2 separate regions of the Macaca mulatta genome follow, and region 1 is linked to region 2. Evidence: chromatin contacts called from public Hi-C data. All regions are on one chromosome and are shown on one strand. Each heading gives the region's core, a stretch centred on a gene start, on an enhancer-like site or on the middle of the called end of the contact. The rest is flanking DNA. Distances are from core to core; before and after follow the strand shown. Region 1 holds the start of ANAPC4 (anaphase promoting complex subunit 4). Region 2 holds the start of PI4K2B (phosphatidylinositol 4-kinase type 2 beta).

Region 1 (5,008 bases), core at 103-2,602, 130 kb before region 2:
CAATACCCTTGCTTCTTCCTTCACTGAGAAAATGGATATAATAGTGCCCTCTATCACACCTACCCATCTGATTGCACGGATGTGCCTCCTGTCTACCTTCCCTCCTACTTCTGTGGCTGTATCACCTGCTGCTCTCTAGAGCCACAACAGAGTTTCAAAGCATCCCGGCAGTGGAGGGAGACTAGATTTCATGGAGGGCCCTGAAAAATGAGACATCAATACCCCGGCGACTGGATCATGGCAGATAACATGGTGCTGTAGTCTGCAGGGTGCTACGATTTCCTTATCACCTAGTTTCCAAATTTGACTCTATACAACTCTCACCTGGCCAGATAACTCTCAAGCCAGAGGCGGAAAGATGCACAGGTGAAGGTTTCCTTACAAAATGGCTGGCAGGTAGTAACTCTCAGCAGAAAGTTGGGTACAACTGGCTTATACTCGATGAAATTTAATGTGAACAAGACATGGTGATAACATTCATGCACGTTCTCTCTGGAATCCAATGCATCCCTTCCTTGTCCAATTTAAAGGTATTTTTAGTGGTGGTTATCCAACCCGTAGTATAAAACGTGGACAAGAGAAGCCAGATTCTTAAATATATCCTCTGTGGCAGCTACATGCATGCACTTCTGCAGCTGAAGTTTGATAATAACTCTTCCTTCTGCCATTAAAACTGTAAGCAAACTTAGGGCAGGGTCCCTGGATCTACCACTATGTCTAGCTCATGAGTGGCACATCGTGCGCTTTTTTAAAAGTTCATTTAATTAATAAACCAATGACTGAAGACGACTTGGGGAAGCAGGATTGCGTGACGGTGTTAAGCTGTGTGAAAAATGTTACTTTAGCCATGAAAGTACCGAAAATAGCACAGACATCACCTTTCGCATACATACTTAAAGTTTGCTGCCGTCCTGGGAGGCAAGGGTAGCAGGTGGCCCACCATGTCTGCAGAAGGGGAAACTGAGACTACGGCCGCCTATGGCCCGAAAGAACAGGCTCGGGCTCGGTGTTCTTGGGACCCCGGGAGCAGACCCAACACACGCGGGCTCCCGCCGGCTCACTCACCTCGCCCGCTGTGTTGGCCAAAGCAATGAGATCCCGCTTGGGCGACCAGACCAGGAAAATAATCTCCTGCGGGAGCTGCTTCTCTCCCACCACCCGGAAGGACGGGAAACAGGTCGGAAAACGCAACATGGGGACGGCCCTGCAACGACACCCCAGTAAGAGGCCGGCAGAAGCTCCCGGCCCTCCACGAGGAGCCCCGACCGCGGCTGTACCTGAAAGAGTCCCCACCGGTGACTAACACAGCCCCAGCGACCTCACCCCTCCCTCTGCCGGCCGGGCGCCACAGCTTCCAGACCGCCCCGCCTCGCCGCTGTCGCGCGCTCCAGGCACTTCCGGCGTCGAGACTGCCTCGCGAGAGGAGGAGGCGGGGCGGGGCGCGCACCGGGCTTGGCGGGGCTGAGAGCCAGACCCGGCGGACGGGGACCGGGCGCTGTGGGCGAGGCAGGGAGCAGCGAGGGGCGGAGCGAGGTGGGGATAGGATGGGGCCCGTGGGCGGGGCAGGGAGCAGCGAGGGGCGGAGCGAGGGAGGGTGGGGCACGTGGGCGGGGCAGGGAAGCCCGAGTGCCGCGGAGAGGGAGGGAGCGGAGCCCCAGACCCAGGTGCGGGTGGGATCGCTGGGCGCGGGGACCCAGAAGGGCCCGAGAAGGGCGGGGCGGGCCCCTGGGGCCGCACGCGGGGCTTTTGGGAACGCGTTTGTGCACGTGTGTGGGCATGCTTGCATAGGTTTCCCGTTTTCCCGGAAATTCGCTGCTGTGGACGACGGGACGTTAGGGGTTTATGGGGAGGCTTCAGCAACAACGGGGAGATGATAAAGAATATGAACTTTAGGTCCTGATCAGCTGGAGCCTCCTCTGACAGTTACTAAGCAAGTAGTTCTCATGTCATTCCTGGTGGGTCAGTATAGAATTTTAAAAGTCCCCCTCTCCAAGCAGCACCCCAAACCAATTAGAAGAAAATTAACCCTGGATGGGCCCAGTATTTACTAAAACTCTTCGGGTGATTCCAGTTTGAAGAGAGAAGAGGCGCCTGCCTAAAACCTCCCTAACAGGAAAATAATACTGTGACACCTCATCCCATTTAACCCTCAAAACATATTGATAGTTGCAGACCCATCATAACGAAGAGAGTGTAGGCTCATACACGATTTCTTCTTGGCATTTACTATGTGGGGGAACTGAGGCTACACGAATGCATGGGACAGGAACTCTGCCCAGAGGCTCACGGGTCAGCCTGGCAGACTTGTACATCAGAATTCATCTGATGTTGCTTTATGTAGGACACATTTAAATGAGTCAACATGTTCACAGTTCCCACAGCTATGACCTCCCTAAGAGAATGTGACAGTGTCATCCTAGGGTTCTTAAACCCTCTGGTAGAAAGTCTACTTTTCACTACCTTTGACTTGTTCAAAGAAGAAAGAGACCGCAGGACCTTTAACTTTGAACAGGCCCCATCTTCTAGACCTTTGTCTGGATCTAGCCCCTGGGAAGTAGATGACGGAGGGAGACTAATTCATTCAGCATCAAGTAACTATTTTGTGCCAAGTACTGTTCTTAGCCTTTGACTTTATACCTACCCTGTTTCCTTTCAGGGGCTTTGCAACCCTTGCCTTTGCCGCAGACAACTTAGCATGTGCCCCCAACTCTTCCAGAATCAACATTTCTAAGGTAAAAATGCATCCGCCTTTGTTTTTCACAAAACGCATTTTCAGGTGTTAATGTTTTGGGGCGGTTATAATGGATCACCTGGTGGGGGTCCAGTATCTATGCACTTGATATTCTAATGGAAATTGAGTGTCCATTTTCCTGGAATTTACCTGAATACAAACACCCACACAGCACGTGAAAATGACTGTTCCCAGAGGCATAAACACCGTACTGCAAAGGACTGAGTATAACCACCTGCACATTAAGTCTTCACGGAATATGAATTTCCTAAGCCTTACAGCAAAGGAAACAGCATAGCTGTGGAGTTCCAGGTGTGGGCAGGAAACAGCAGAGTTTGATGCTGCTATAGACCAGGGGTGTCCAATCTTTTGTCTTCCCACATTAGAAGAATTGTCTTGGGCCACACATAAAATACATTAACACTAATGACAGCTGATGAGCTAAAAAAAAAAAACTCATGTTTTAGGAAAGTTTATGAATTTGTGTTGGGCTGCATTCAAAGCCCTCCTGTGCCGCAGGCTGCGAGTTAGACAAGTTTGCTATAGACCCTCAGGTGTGTTGGTAGGCAGTAGGGGGCAGGAATTGTTCTTGGAAATGATCCAAAGTAGCCGTAAGGCAAGAAATATTAACACATCGTGTTTCCAGCCTTTTCTTCTTCCCACTGCCCCATAGAGATTTTAGCTTTACCTCCTCTGTTTTTTTTGCCTCCCCCATCCTTAGGAAAATACTGCTTTGTCAAACTGGCTCATTTGTGCATTGGTGACACAGAATAAAGAGAAAAAGGGAAGAAGGCTCAGGGATCAGGCATCAGTGCTTTTTAAGGAGGCAAGGGCAGGAGAAATAAATATTTGCTTACGTATGTTCATTATGAGGTTATTTACGAAAGTGAAAAAATGCAAACCACCTAGATGTCCCATCATAGATTTTTGAAAAATGTATCTATCCCGAAGAATACTATGCAGACATAAATCGATGTTCACAATATACTTATGAAAAAGCATGGGACATAAAACAGTATGTAATTAAAATTCCATTTTCTTGAGGGAAATTTGTGCATGTGTCTGTAAACCTACTTATGCAAGAACCTATCTTTGGAAGAGTAGACAGGGAAGTTATAAGAGGGGTTACCTCTGGGTGGTAGGATTAGAGATGCTTCTATTTTTCCTTGATTTACCTGGCTCATGTATTAACTGTAAAGTTAACAGGCAGCAACCTTTGTTTTCCTATTTTTGTTTGTTTGTTTGAGACGGACTCTTGCTCTTGTCGCCCAGGCTGGAGTGCAATGGCGTGATCTCGGCTCACTGCAACCTCTGCCTCCCAGGTTCAAGCGATTCTCCTGCCCCGAGTGGCTGGGATTACAGGCACCCGCCACCATGCCCAGCTAATTTTTTTGTATTTATAGTAGAGACGGGGGTTTCACCATGTTGGCCAGGCTGGTCTCGAACTACTGACCTCAGGTGATCCACTCCCCCCGACCCCCCTTAGCCTCCCAAAGTGCTGGGATTACAGGCGTGAGCCACCGCACCTGGCCTGTCTTCTTTAAGCATGTGGAATGTTTGGGGTGACTTCCTCTAGTGTTCTCCCACTCCTCCTCTCCACACTTGCAGATGAAGAAAGTGGCCCATCTATTCAGGCCTACCATCTTAGAGGTCACCAGGTTTCACCTCTTCTAGTATCCAGTGGTATCAAGCAGCTAAACCAGGGATCTTGTAACTAACTGTCCCGCCAAAGACAATTGAGATAAAACTCAGCCTCTCAGAGATCTGAGATCTTGTTGCTCAGTGTTGGTGCTATTTGCCTCATCTTGCTGAGTTAACATTTATACTATTGCCTGAAATCAAATAGCAGAGATCTTATCTTTACTTTATTGCAATGACCTTCTTAGCTGACCCTCAAGTAATTTCAACCCAGGTCCTCATGGTCCAATTAAAATCACATCAAATAAGTAAAACTGGATTTTCCTTTAGATTTTCTGGAAGCTGTCCTACCTAGACAGCTCGAAGTGTACCTGCTTCTTACATAGCATAGTTAGGGTGCGAGGCATAAAGCAGGATATTAAATGGCATTTCCATTCACTCAGTTGTATTTATGAGCACCTACTACCTAGAGGGGGAAGATATGTGTTAGCTTGGCTGCCTGCTTCCCATTAACTGAGGTCACAGGTGATGCGGCTGGTAATCTCTATCACTGTAGAAGAGGCACAGTTCTCGTGCCTAGTAAGCAAACACAATGATGTCCACAGGCACTGCCATCAATGAGCTTCTAATCTGTACAGG
Region 2 (5,127 bases), core at 469-2,968:
AAGGCAAGCTAGCTATTTTACAGATTAAATTCTAAGTAATATATGCCCAAATTGCCAATGTAGCTAGGCGAATGCAGGCCCGTTTGTGATCTGGTTCGAGCTTCACGTTATCTGGTTAAACGATAATGCATCCATCAGCAAACATTATAACGGGAGCAGACTTTGGTTAAAGCTTAAACCATCAGACAAACGGCTCCCCTTGGGCTTCTCTGATTTATTTACTCTAGAATATGCCTGAATGTAACTTCCAGCTATAACTTGAATGACCGATTCTATCCAAAATTCTTTAAACTGTAGAGGACACATTAGTGTACCACTAACAGTACATTTAAAATCTAACAACTCCAAAAAAACTAAGCAGTGTTAAAGAAACTTCCATTTTCTGTGGCTTTTAAGCTGTCATGTGTGAAGCAATAAACCAACGGGGTGCACAACATCTCATTTAATCCATCCTCACAACCAGCAGGGAGGTGTTACCATCGCCTTTTTACAAACAAATCTGTCTCACCTCTAGCTGAGAGTCTTACAAGTCTGCTATTTCCATTACATTAGTCTAACTCCACTCAACACGCCAGAAAAATCTCACTTTATTAACAAATATCCAGGCCTGCACAGCATACCTAAATTTAACTAACGTTCAACATCGTTTCAATTGCCCTGTTTCACCTGAGGGTATCAGTCCACTTAATAGCGAAAAGAGGTTTTTCGTTTCGTTTTCTTACGTATTAGAAGTAAATCAAGAAAGAGAAACTAAACTGTAAGAGGGCAGGAACAGACTTTCAACTGCTTTTTGCCCCCTGTGGCTAACGTCACAATAACAACATTTAATGGAAAAAGGTTTTAAAACGTGCCCCAGTGGCAACTGGATATTCTGGTTGTCCATCTCTCTCCTGTCATCCACTTCGCAAATTCACCACTCCAGGAACTTTCCTGAGAGTTCAAGGTTCTTAATTCAAAGTCAAGTCCAAACTTGAGCAAGGACTGACGTCATTTTACAGCGTTAACCTCTCCCCAGTGTCTGATTCTAGAAGTTTAGACTCACTTTGCGGGGAGGTCTAAAGAATCGGTTTAATGACAGCCACTGGCCTTCGGAGAGCAAGTTCCCCGAGACAGAGCGAGCAGGCGAAGCGCACGCGGTGCGTCTGCGGCTGGCCCCGGTCCGAACTTGGGAGCCGCTGCCCAGCGATCGGGGAAAGCCCGTCCACCTCGGCTAGCGCGCGCGGGAGACAGGACAGAGCCGGGCGACAAGCGCAGCCGCCTGGAGGGGCGCGGGGAGTAGGGCAGGGCCGGGTCGCACCTGAAACCGCGGGGCGGCTCCGGTCCAGGTCGGCGGGCGAACTCCGGGAGACCCCCACGTTCCCGGGCGGGAGCGGCAGCTCCTCGTCGCCGGCCGCGCCCTCCTCCCCGGCGGCGTCCAGCAGCCTCACGGCGCTGCCTGGGGCGCCTCTCCGCGGGTGGGCCCAGGCGATCCGCGATAGCAGCGGCTCCCGCTCCCCATCCTCCTCCTCCTCCGGGCTCCCGCTGTCCGCGGACGCCAGCCGGTCGGGCTCGGAGGGATCCTCCATGGACTCCCTCTGCTCCCTCCGCGCTGAGACCAGATCACAGCAGCCAGGTGCCCGAGACTGGGCTCTGCATGGCGGGGAACGGGAGCAACCGGGTGGAACGGACGCCACCTCACCAGCGCACGGGCCCGCTTGGCGCCCGCTTGGCGCCCGCCCAGCGGTTGCCCCGCCCCGCCGCCGGCCTCGCCCCATTTCGCGCCTCCGCCGGGCGCCTCCCCCGCGCCTGCGCAGAAGGGCCGTGGCAGGCGGCGGCGGCGGCGGCGGCGGCGGCGGCGCGCGTGGGAGTGAACAGAGGGCGGGGCTTTTGAGGGGGCAGGTGGGGCGGGGCCGCCACCTGCCTCCGTGAGTGCGGAGAGAAGCTGGGCACAGCTCGCTTTACTCCCAGTGGAGGGCGGGAAGCTGAGTAGTTTCCAAAGAGGTTCCCTCTTGCAACCAAAATCGGCCCCTCCGCGACAGAATTCTCTCTTAGAGTTTACCATAATCTATAACAATAGATTTAATTGTGCGACATTTCTTTCCTCCACTGGACGTCCAGGAGGGTTTGTATGTTCTTTTTTTTTTCTTACTAATCTAGGTAGAAATTTATCAATTTTTAAATCTTTTCAGAATATCATGTTTTGGTTCCATTGATTTTCTGTTTTCTAGTCCGTTGCCTTATTTTGCTCTTTATTCCTCACTTGAAGTTTGATTTCCTCTTCTTTTTCTAGTTACTTAGAGTAGAAGATTATTGATTCTAAATCTATCTGCTTTTCCAATGCAAGGATTTAAGGCTATAAATTGCCCTCTAAGCACTGCTTTAGCTGCATTCTCCGTTTTTTGTTGTTGTTGTTGTTGTTGAGACGGTCTCGCTGTGTTATCCAGGCTGGAGTGCAGTGACACAATCATAGCTCACTGCAGCCTCAACCTCCTGAACTCAAGGGATCCTCCCACCTTTAAACTGTAGAAGACACAGTAGCTGGAACTGCAGGCGTGCATGATCACACCCTGTTAATTTTTAAATTTAAATTTTTTGTAGAGATGGGGTCTCACTGTTGCCCAGGTTGGTCTTGAGCTCCTGGTCTCAAGTAGTTGTCCTGCTTCAGCATCCCAAAATTCTGGGATTACAAGCATAAGCCACCTTGCCTGGCCTGCTACTGTGCTTTCATTTTCCTTCAGCAGAAAATAGTTTTTAACTTCCTTTATGATTTCCTCTTTGACCCTGTAAAGGAAAATAAAAATCTCAGAACCATCCCCCACCCTCAACTTGTTATGTCAGGGGGAGATTTAAGCCTGGAGACTGAAGTCACCCAGCACTACAATCCTTTTCCCAAATGGATAGCGGTTACTTCCCATCATTGTATTAAAACTTTATACGTTAGCCAGACCCTCCTCAAAATGCAAAACAAGCCTTATGTATCTCAGTCTCAGGATGACTGTCCTCAACAAATTAATAATAGTGAATTCTTTACCGGCCATTAAACCTTTCAAGATGTATATCCTTCCATAAAACAAGGACATGTCAATTGTATAACTTTAAGTCTGCAACCTAAATCAAACGGGTACAATTAAAGTCTGTTAAATTTCACATGGATGATTTCAATTACAAGTTTATCTTCCCAGATGCAGAACAAGGATAAGATCAATCATTCCTTCACCTGAGATATCTGCATAATTAACTTCCTTCACTCCATTTTCTTTGAATGTTCACCTTAAGCATAGCATAGAGTTACTGGGCACTACTTAAAGTCTAGCAAAAATGTAACCATTTGCCTCACCACCTACAACCCTCTTCCTTGATGCCTTCTCCACTTTAAAGAAAGAATAGCTGGAATTACAGGTGCCTGCCACCATACCTGGCTAATTTTTGTATTTTTTAGTAGAGATAGGGTTTCACCACATTGGCCAGGCTGGTCTCGAACTCCTGACCTCAGGTGATCCACCCACCTCGGCCTCCCAAAGTGCTGGGATTACAGGTGTGAGGTACTGCACCCGGCCTGTAGCTGCCTTTTAATTGCAGTTTTGGGTCCATTTACATTTAATGTAATAATGATGTGGTTGAATTTAGATCTATTATTTTGCAATTTGTGTCTTATTTGCTTTAACCTTTTCGGTTCCTCTGTTCCTCCTTTCCTGCTTTCATTTGGATTAAATTCTGATTATTTCATTTTCATTCCATCATTGGCTTTCTGTTATATTTCTTTTTTTTTTTTTTTTTTTTTTTTTTTTTTCGTTTTTTGAGATGGAGCTTAACTCTTGTAGCCCAGGTTGGAGTGCAGTGGCGAGATCTTGACTCACTGCAACCTCCGCCTCCTGGGTGCAAGCTATTCTCCTTACCTCAGCCTTCTGAGTAACTGGGACTACAGGCATGTGCCACCATGCCCGGCTAATTTTTGTATTTTTAGTAGAGACAGGGTTTCACCATGTTGACCAAGATGTTCTTGATCTCCTGACCTTGTGATCCACTGGCCTTGGCCTCCCAAAGTTCTAGGATTACAAGCATGAGCCACCACGCCCAGCCTCTGTTATACTTCTTTACATTAATTTTCAGTGCTTTACATTAATTTTCAGTGCTTACACTGGGGTTTTCAATATGCATCCTTAAAATATCTCAATGTACTAAGAGCCGATATTGTACTATTTGACATAAGCGGTAAGAACTTAGCAAAAGTGTCATCCCATTTATGCCCCATCCTTTATGTTATTGCTGTCATGTATACTAAGCCTATATATTTAAATACAGTGAATAATTTTTGCCTTAATTGCTTTTTTAGAGAAATTACCCACATAGTTACAACTTCCGGTATTCTTCCTTCCCTTTTGTAGATCAGAGTTTCTATCTAGTATCATTTCCCTTTCCTCTGAAGAATTAAAAACAAATTCTTGTAATGCAGATTTGCTAGTTAATATGGCTTGGCTATGTCTCCACCCAAATCTCATCTTCAATTCCCACTATAATCCCAGGCCTTTGGGAGGCCAAGGCCAGAGGATTGCTGGAAGCCAAGAGTTTTAAAGACCAGCCTGGGCAACATAGTGAGACCCCATCTCTACAAAAAAACCCAAAATTTAAAAATTAGCTGGGCATGGTGTCACATACCTGTAGTCCTAGCTTATGGAGAGACTGAGGTGGGAGGCTTGAGCCCAGGAGTTAGAGGTTACAGTTAACTATGATCATGCCACTGCACTCCAGCCTGGGCAAGAGTGAGACCCTGTCTCTAGAAGAAAAAAAAAAGGTTAATTGGAAAAGCCAAGTTTCATTATCAAATCCATCAGCCAAAGAAGACTTTTTCCAATTCACATAAACATGTTAAAATATATTATTGTATCAACATCTCGGTTTTAAATTCTAAGGATCTACCACCTTCAGTATGCCTTACTGATACTTTCTTCACTTGGTTCTCATGGGGTACTCTGCTAGGAGTGCAATCTTTGATAATAGTCAGGATTTAGAAGAGGCAAGCTCTTTAAATGAAACTTGTCATCACTTCTACAACCTTGTAATCACCTGATGGTTTCTTACTGCCTACTGCACAGACAAAATCAATCCACTGAGACCACAGCCTTGCAGTAGAGAAAGAATTTAATTGAC

Evidence for each region. Hi-C and Micro-C count contacts between places; a contact is called where the count stands out from the background.
Region 1: a Hi-C map of fetal cortex germinal zone shows a contact between it and region 2, with 2.6 times the contacts expected there. The contact joins the promoter of ANAPC4 here to the promoter of PI4K2B in region 2. A contact is called at or near these places in 2 of 14 Hi-C or Micro-C datasets (CD4 T cells and fetal cortex germinal zone).

What each region holds. Positions count from the first base shown.
Region 1 is chr5:24,392,012-24,397,019 of T2T-MMU8v2.0, reverse strand. It overlaps ANAPC4 (anaphase promoting complex subunit 4), which reads right to left and starts at 1,352. Exons shown (of 29, transcript NM_001266920.1): 1 at 1,278-1,352; 2 at 1,066-1,204. The coding sequence starts at 1,194. LOC114678266 (a long non-coding RNA gene) reads left to right here and starts at 1,415. Exons shown (of 3, transcript XR_013417797.1): 1 at 1,415-1,533; 2 at 2,657-2,732.
Region 2 is chr5:24,259,925-24,265,051 of T2T-MMU8v2.0, reverse strand. It overlaps PI4K2B (phosphatidylinositol 4-kinase type 2 beta), which reads right to left and starts at 1,718. Exons shown (of 10, transcript XM_078003217.1): 1 at 1,043-1,718.